Regions from separate parts of the Hordeum vulgare genome. Here region 1 is linked to region 2. Evidence: chromatin contacts called from public Hi-C data. All regions are on one chromosome and are shown on one strand. Each heading gives the region's core, a stretch centred on a gene start, on an enhancer-like site or on the middle of the called end of the contact. The rest is flanking DNA. Distances are from core to core; before and after follow the strand shown. Region 1 holds the start of LOC123442809 (protein RST1). Region 2 holds the start of LOC123442806.

Region 1 (4,218 bases), core at 718-3,217, 610 kb before region 2:
AATCCAAGAACTGCACAAGACATTCCCAGAAGTTGGTGATGAAGTGAACATTGCGACAAAAGTATTTCTAGCAACTCCACACTACTTGCTTGGGCATCATAGGCTGGCTGTTAAAAGAAGCAAGTTATAGCACAAGTATGATGCATTGCTGATACATAGGAATTATATAAGCATTTGAACTGAAGAAACTAAAGAAAGAAAATTGACCCTAGAAGGCTATAACTAACTGGTTAGTTGCCTAACTGGCTCCCTACCCCAGTTCCATCAATGGATGGTGAAACATAGAGGAGGCTCATGTGTAAATGCAGCACCATACTAATCAGTATATTAGGAAGTTAACCTACAGTACAAACGAACTATGCCCAGGTGTATTCCCTTAGCGATTGTATAAATATATAAAATTAACTCACCATACATTTCCATAACTCCTAGGTTATACTCCCTCCGTTCCTAAATATAAGTCTTTTTAGAGATTTCAATACGGACTACACACGGATGTATATAGACATACTTTAGAGTGGAGATTCACCCGTACTGCTCCATATGTAGTTCATATTGAAATCTCTATAAGGACATATATTTAGGAACGGAGGGAGTAGTTGACAAAAGATTTATAAACGGCAGGAGCAAACTGTTTGGTTCTGTGTTTTAACTCCACAAGCGTAGCCTAGAATATGAATTTCCTGAGTTTCTAAATTCATAACCAACATGACTGCATTTTACAATATCAGTAAGACAAGGATACAATTATTTACACAAAATTAGCAGATAGAACATAGAAGAGCAGTACCCTTTGAGCATGAGCTAACTTCCTCAGTAATAGCACATATGCATCGACCAAGCACTCCACAGAACTAAGCCAGAGCCGCCCTTCCTGAAGAAAAAGAAATGCAGGCAACGTTATGTGCAGAGTAAGATAATTTCCCCCTTTGAGGCTTTAACAACTACAAAATACACTGCCAAATACATTCCCAGTTATGCACAATCAGCTGCATGAACTTCATGTGTTTTCCCTGCATTGTGCACTATCAACTGAACCCGACTATAAACAATAACATTAGCATCCATAGGAACAGGAACCGTAACACCCGCAATCGCTCTTGCCACAACAAGCATTGCTCGAACACAAACGAAATGCAAAACGACTGTGATGTTGTTTATGTGCCCTAGATTCCTCGCAGTTTTGCAAACAACTGCATTCCCCAGAAGAAGAAAAAAGAATACCACCATCGATGAGGGAATAGACCAAAACACATACCTCCCCATCCCCGCGGCCGAAATGCAGCAAGCTCTCGCCGAGCAATTTCAGCAATGGGACCGCCGCATCCGATTTTGCCGCTGCAGTAGCCGCTGCGGCAAGCGCGCCGATCAAATCCCTCGCGAACGCGGTGTCCCCCTTCCTCACCACGGCAAACATCACGAAAGGCCTCAGGAACCCCACCGCGCCGTCGACCCCCTCGGCCACCATCCTGGCCGCCTGCCGCGACAGCTCCGCTCGCGCGCCGTCAGCGCCCGACGCGAGGGCCTGGACGAAGGGGTGGTTGTGGGGCGGGAAGCGTAAGCCAGCGGGGCCGGAGCGGAGGACGCAGGAAACGAGCGCGGCTACGGCCTTGACGAGGCATGAGACCAGGCGGGGAGACGGGGAGGCGGAGAGGGGCGCGATGAGGAACGGGAGGGCCTCGTCGGGGCCGAGGAGGTCGGCGCGGGAGGCCGCGAGGCGGGCGAGGGACGCGGAGGCGTAGGCGGCGACAGCGGCGTGCGGGGAAGCGAGGAGGGAGGAGATGCCGTCGTGGGCGGCGGAGGGGAGAGGAGGGGGCAGCGTGAGGAGGTGGCGGAAGAAGGCCGCGACGGCGTGGCGCTGGAGTGTGGGGTCCGGGACGCGGGTGCGGTCGACGAGGCGGGAGAAGGCCGCGGCGCCGGACGAGGCGGAGGCCATGGCGATGCGGTGGCCGGAGACGGAGATGGCTGTGGACTACTTGACTGTTGGGAGACTGGAGTAAAAGCTACCCGTACCAGGCCGATCAAGTCGTCCAGATGAGATGGGCCAACTGTTGCGGCCTAACTCGACAATCGTGGGCCTAATCTTCTACGTTTCCCATCATGGCCAGTGTGGATAATTGGCCTTGCCTCATAAACAAATCGAATAGTTGGTCTTTCTTACCCCTCAAATCAAAAAAAAAAAAAAAAAAAAATTGGCCTTTCTCCTTGTGTTTTGACGCTGTCGACGTGTGAGTCTCAAATGAAAAACAAACAAAGTCTGTTTCGAGTAGAATGTGGTCTGTATCTCGCTCTCTCCAGCATAATCATCAATTATGGTTCAAATATCCACAACATACTATGCCAAGCATAGGAGCTCTAGAAACGTACCAATGGGGATTCCACACTCCCTCAGAACACTTTACTCCTTTGGTGGTCCACCAGCCACTCAATCATTGATTTTTATTTACATTTATGTTATTTACTTCAAAGTATGCTCCACTATTCACTTATATTTATTTTCACCCTCATTTTGCTTTAAGTCTATAATTATTTACAGGCATAGAAATATATAATTCACTGCGAGAGGCAAAATTTCAATTCTTGTGTTGTCTTTGAGATCGATACTCTTCCTTAAAAAGCTACAACCAAACCATGTGCACTTGCTTGCTATCATTCATGCAGGCATAAGGAATCTGCAAACTCTCATGAAGAAAAATCACATTTGTGCCATTCCTGGTGTGAAATTCGACAAAAATCATCTCTACGGTGCTTGTGAGGCCGGCAAGTTGGCCAAGAAGCATAATCGTCAAAAACTATCATGACTACCACAAGATCTCCCAAAAATCTTTATGTGGATTTATTCAGGCCTTGAAACTATATGCAAGTTTCAGTGGCGGTCATTATGGTCTCATTATAGTGGATGATTTCTCTTGATATACTTTGCTATTCTTTCTTGAGGACAATGTCTACACCCAAGATATCTGTTGGAAATATGCCCTAGAGGCAATAATAAAATGGTTATTATTATATTTTCTTGTTCATGATAATCGTTTATTATCCATGCTAAAATTGTATTGATTGGAAACTCAAATACATGTGTGGATACATAGACAACACACAGTCCCTAGTGAGTCTCTAGTTGACTAGCTCGTTGATCAAAAATGGACAAGGTTTCCTGGCCATAGACAAGTGTTGTCACTTGATAAGGCGATCACATCATTAGGAGAATGATGTGATGGACAAGGCCCAAAGTATGAACATAGCATATGATCGTGTCAGTGTATTGCTACTATTTTTCTGCATGTCAATGTATCTATTCCTATGACCATGAGATCATGCAACTCCCGAACAACGGAGGAATGCCTTGTAGGTATCAAACGTCACAATGTAACTGGGTGACTATAAAGGTGCTCTACGAGTATCTCCGAAGGTGTCTGTTGGATTGGCGTAAATCAAGACTGGGATTTGTCACTCCGTATAACGGAGAGGTATCTCGGGGCCCACTCGATAATACAACATCACAACAAGCCTTGCAAGCAATGTGACTAAGGAGTTAGCCACGGGATCTTGTATTACGGAACTAGTAAAGAGACTTGCCGGTAACGAGATTGAACTAGGTATAGAGATACCGACGATCGAATCTCGGGCAAGTAACATATTGATAAACAAAGGGAACGACATATGGGATTAACTGAATCCTTGACATAGAGGTTCAACCGATAAAGATCTTCGTAGAATATGTAGGAGCCAGTATGGGCATCCAGGTCCCGCTATTGGTTATTGACCGGAGAGTGTCACAGGTCATGTCTGCATAGTTCTCGAACCCGTAGGGTCTGCACACTTAAGGTTTGGTGACGTTTCGACATTATTGAGTTATGTATGTTGGTGATCAAAAGTTGTTCGGAGTCCCAGGTGAGATCTCGGACATCACGAGGAGCTCCGGAATGGTAATGAGGTAAAGATTGGAATATAGAAGAGTTGCATTCGGCTTCCGAAAAGTTTTCGGGCATTACCGGTGAAGTACCGGTAGTGACGAATGGTTTCGGGGTTTTACCGGGAGGGGCCACCCACCCGGGAGACAAACTAATATGCCTAAAGGTGGTGCACCAACCCTTAGTGGGCTGGTGCGGCCAGCCCAAGAGGGCCTGTTTTGGCCAAGAGGTGGGGAAAGGAAAAAAAACCAAAGGAGAGAAAGGATTCCAAGTAGGAGAGGAATCCTACTTGGAATAGGATTGGAGG
Region 2 (4,159 bases), core at 1,213-3,712:
TAGTGGCCCTCTTGGTGGTATGCTTCTTCTTAGGCCTAACATGCTCCTCAAAATCGGTGAAGCCATGTCGACGAGCGATTGAAAACGACAAGAGGAGAGGACACCTATTAGAGCTAGATAAGGGGGAAATAGTCATGGGACACACATGACATAACAAATGAAATGTTAACATTGTGAGCATGAACATAGACAAGCCTAGGGTTAGGGAATGATCAAAGTGAAGTGCATGACCACAGACATAGAGTGGAATGGCAATGTGAGTGAGAGAGACAGGCAAGCAAGGAGCAAATACTTAGATGAAAAACTAAACATAGAAGATGAACCGATACGAAACACAGCCGGAGTCGAGGGAATGAAGATGGTGCATACCATGGGACGGTTGTCCCTCGAAGGGATCCTTACGGGCATTCTTGGTCCTGGCCATCATGGATAGCTGAGACTCGTGGAGCACCCGACACCAAGGATTCCTTCTCAAAGAAGAAGCGAATCCCCACCCCACAAATGAATTTGATGAGGAGATAGATCGGGGGAAGGAGGTCGTGAAGGATGTAGATCGGGGGTCGGGGCGACTAGGGCGGTCGGGACAACGACGAAGGACGAGAGCCGGCGGGTTTTATATGAGGCCGACGGGTCGGACATTCGGGGTCGGGACGATTCGTTGCTTAGTGGTAAGGGCATGTACAATGGTGCTATCTTAGGAGTGCCACATAGGATAAATGATTAGGTGGAGGAGAGAGAACTCGAAAAAAGACTTTGCCTTCTCTTATTTAAAAGAAGACAAGAGGTGATCTCTTAACACAATATGTCTCACTATGTTTTTAGGAATAACTAATTATAAAAGATAAGGCTAAGAGATGATCCATTGTAGACTCTCCTTTTTGTCATCTCTAAATTACATGTAAAATTTAAAATAAAATTATCTTATCAATCATTGTACATGTCCTAACAGGATGGCCGGATTTTTGGTGGAAATCCGAGGCTTGGGAAGAGCGCTGAAATTGAACATGCCGGAGTCGGCGTGTGTGCCAGATGTATGATGCCTAGGGATTCAGTTTTTGCTCCCTGGTAACCTGACGGGCTGGCGGCTGAGAACTTTGAGCATGGTAACCTATAGATAGGCCTTATGATGACTCCGCCAAGGAGGGTTACAAGAGATATATAAGTGAAGAGATAAAACACATGTTAAGGAAATCATACAACTTAAAATAATGCATACTTGCTCGATCTTGTAAGATGATAAGGACCAAAGCTACCGTGTGTGAGCGTAAAGGACTGGTAGGCGCCGGTGCGCCGGCCGAAAAGTTTCCGTCGGTCATGTCCCACCCGTTGGATGCGAGCCATGTGATTATCGGATCTAGGCAAAAAAATCTCCTCGACTTCGTCTTCCTCGGGTTGGATCCGCAGCTCCCGTTTGGGGTTCTCGTCACCGCGCCTCCGATCTCCTCTGGCGGTTGTCCTCGTCACCAGTCCCCACCCTCGTCGGTCGTCCTCGTCGCCGGTCCACATCCTCTCCGTCCCTCCTCGTCATCGGTCCCCACCCTCGTCAGTTGTCCTTGTCGTCGTCTCAACACGTGCAACAACTGTACCTGTGGTTGCAGCTCTCACCCGCGACTGTTGTAGCTCCTCCGCCGCCCCTCGGCATTGATGCTCGCTAGTCACTAAACGGAATTGCGTCGGCGGCGGCCACCAGTAATTCAACGTCGTTGAATGGATGTAGCAAAAAAGTTCAACGGTAGTAGCAAAATCCAATTATGGTTGCAGCAAAAATCATCGTCGATGTCGTCGCGAGGTCGAACACCGCCTTGATGGATGTAGCAAAAAAGTTCGTTTGTAGTAGCAAAGTGCAACTACGTTTGCAGGAAAAATGTCGCAGCCATCGCTAGGTCATAGGTCAACCTTGATGGATGTAGCAAAAAAATTAGCCGGTAGTAGCAAAGTGCAACTACGGTTGCAGCTTTCCTTGCTGTGCACAGTCGATTGAAGCTTTCTTTGTCTATGATTGAAGCTCTTTTAGATGACGGTTGCAACACTTGTATATGCACGTGCCCCAGCCATGACGATAGGCGATGAGGACGACAGACGGAGGTTGGAACCGATGATGCAGGCGACCGGCGAGGACGGGAACCGACGATGCGGACGGTCGATGGGGACAGGCACCGACGATGCGGACGGCAACAGCGCATGGACAAGCCATTGGTGGGCCTCCTCGGCCATGCGCCCCACCACACGAGAGAATCAGGCCGCCAGATCAGAGATAATTGCACGTTTAGTCCTGGTACTTGCTGGTGCTGTCCAATTCAGTCCTCGTACTTGCGAAATGCTTCAATACGGTCTCGATGCACGAAAATACGTCGTCAATACAGTCGGTAAGGTTGAAACCACAGTCCCGACGATACATGACCCGCGGTACCGCGTACTCCACTGTATTCCACGTTATCCTGGTCCCGCGCGTCAGAGGGGACCACCGTCAGCTCGAGTGGATAACGCGCTGTACCGTTTCGTCGTCGTCGTTTTCGTCGGTGCGCTCCCAACATCAACACGACCCCGTGCCGGTTGCGGCAGCCGAGCCGGGGAGCACGGCGCTCTACGCGGTACAGCCTCTGCAGGGTCTTCATCCTCCTGCTGCTCCGGCCGTCGGCGTCGTCGCCGTCGCAGCCGGCGACGAGCTCGGACTCATTGGCGAGATGGACAGGAGCTCCACGCCGCTGCTTCCTTATCCGCGACGGAGGTCGCGCGCCGCGAGAGGAGTAGCGGCTGCTTCTTCTCCGGCCGCCCCTCGTCCGCTGCTCCGACCACGCCATGGACCTCGTCAAGGTGACCCCCCCTCGCCCCTCTTCTCCTCCCCGCACCTCTCTCCCTCTTTTTCTTACTCCTTGTTCAATTTGATGTGGTTTCCTCACGCACCCCTTGTTGCTCTGTTGGTGCTGCAGATGAAAATCCAGTGTGCACCGTTGTTCGCTGAAGTTGGTGATGCAGGAGGTGTTCCAGATCCAAGTATGCGTGTCTCGGCTGAAGAAACATTTCCTATCCGAGCTAGGAGTGGAGAAAGATGTCATTTTGAAATGCCAATCCTGGTAATGCTAACGTTCATCAAGGTTCTCGTGTTTGAACAAAGCCATGCGTCTGTAGCTTGTTTTGCCTGTGTCTCTCTTGGAGATCGTTGTTACTGAATTCTAGTACTAGTTCATACAGCTAGACATTAAGTGAGATGCATTCTGACATTTTGTACAGTAATTAATTAGAAAAATGTGCTATATACTCGCTCCGCTCCTAAATATTTGTCTTTCTAGAGATTTCACTACGAACTACATACGGATGTATATAGACATAATTTAGAGTGTAAGTTCATTCATTTTGCTCCGTATGTAGTCCATAGTTGAATCTTTAAAAAGACAAGTATTTAGGAATAGATGGAGTACTTACTTGGGTAAGGGGATGGATGTATTGATAATTTTTGGTTTCTCTCTGTTCATTTGATGCGGTTTCCTCATGCCCCCTTGGTGCTCCTGCTTCTCTCCTGCAGATGACAAGCCCTGTTGTTCGTTCAAGTTGGTGCTGCAGTAGAACATACCCCTGCCCTGGAGTTGTTCCAGATCCAAGCATGCGTGTCTCAGGTCAAGAAATATTTCCTGTCTGAGCTAGGCGTGGACAGAAAAATATGTCATCCAGCGCCGGTCGTCTCCAGCTCCTCGTCTCATCTTGCCGCATCTCATAGTGTTGACGTATCACACGGCACCACCGGCATCTCGATGTCTCCACGCGCCTTTGCTGAAGCTTCGTCGTCGCAGCAACCGTCACGTCCGCCAAATTAACATACAAATGGTGGGAGGAAGAGGAGAGGACTGAGACAGCAGAGACGGGGGCGAATGCAAAAACAGAGCCACTCTAGCTGACGGGTGGGTCCCCTCTGATGCGCGGGGCCAGGATGACGTGGAATACAAGGGAAGTAGGGTCGTGTATTGCCGGAACTGAGGTTACAACCTTAGGGACTGTATTAACAACGTATTTTCGTGTACCAGAACCGTATTGAAGCACTTCACAAGTACAAGGACTGAATTGGACAGCGCCAGCGAGTACCAGGACTAAACGTGCAATTATCTCCGCCAGATCACATGAGATTGCACGGTTCGCACGTGATCGACCGCAGCGCTCCTCCCCA

The links. Hi-C and Micro-C count contacts between places; a contact is called where the count stands out from the background.
Region 1: a contact with region 2 is called in a Hi-C map of leaf, with 4 times the contacts expected there. The contact joins the promoter of LOC123442809 here to the promoter of LOC123442806 in region 2. A contact is called at or near these places in 2 of 6 Hi-C or Micro-C datasets (leaf and seedling).

Annotation. Positions count from the first base shown.
Region 1 is chr3H:33,542,153-33,546,370 of MorexV3_pseudomolecules_assembly, reverse strand. It overlaps LOC123442809 (protein RST1), which reads right to left and starts at 1,967. Exons shown (of 24, transcript XM_045118957.1): 1 at 1,259-1,967; 2 at 791-874; 3 at 1-107. The coding sequence starts at 1,936.
Region 2 is chr3H:32,930,611-32,934,769 of MorexV3_pseudomolecules_assembly, reverse strand. LOC123442806 reads left to right here and starts at 2,462. Exons shown (of 3, transcript XM_045118955.1): 1 at 2,462-2,814; 2 at 2,931-3,074; 3 at 3,524-4,087. The coding sequence starts at 2,800. The coding sequence ends at 3,637.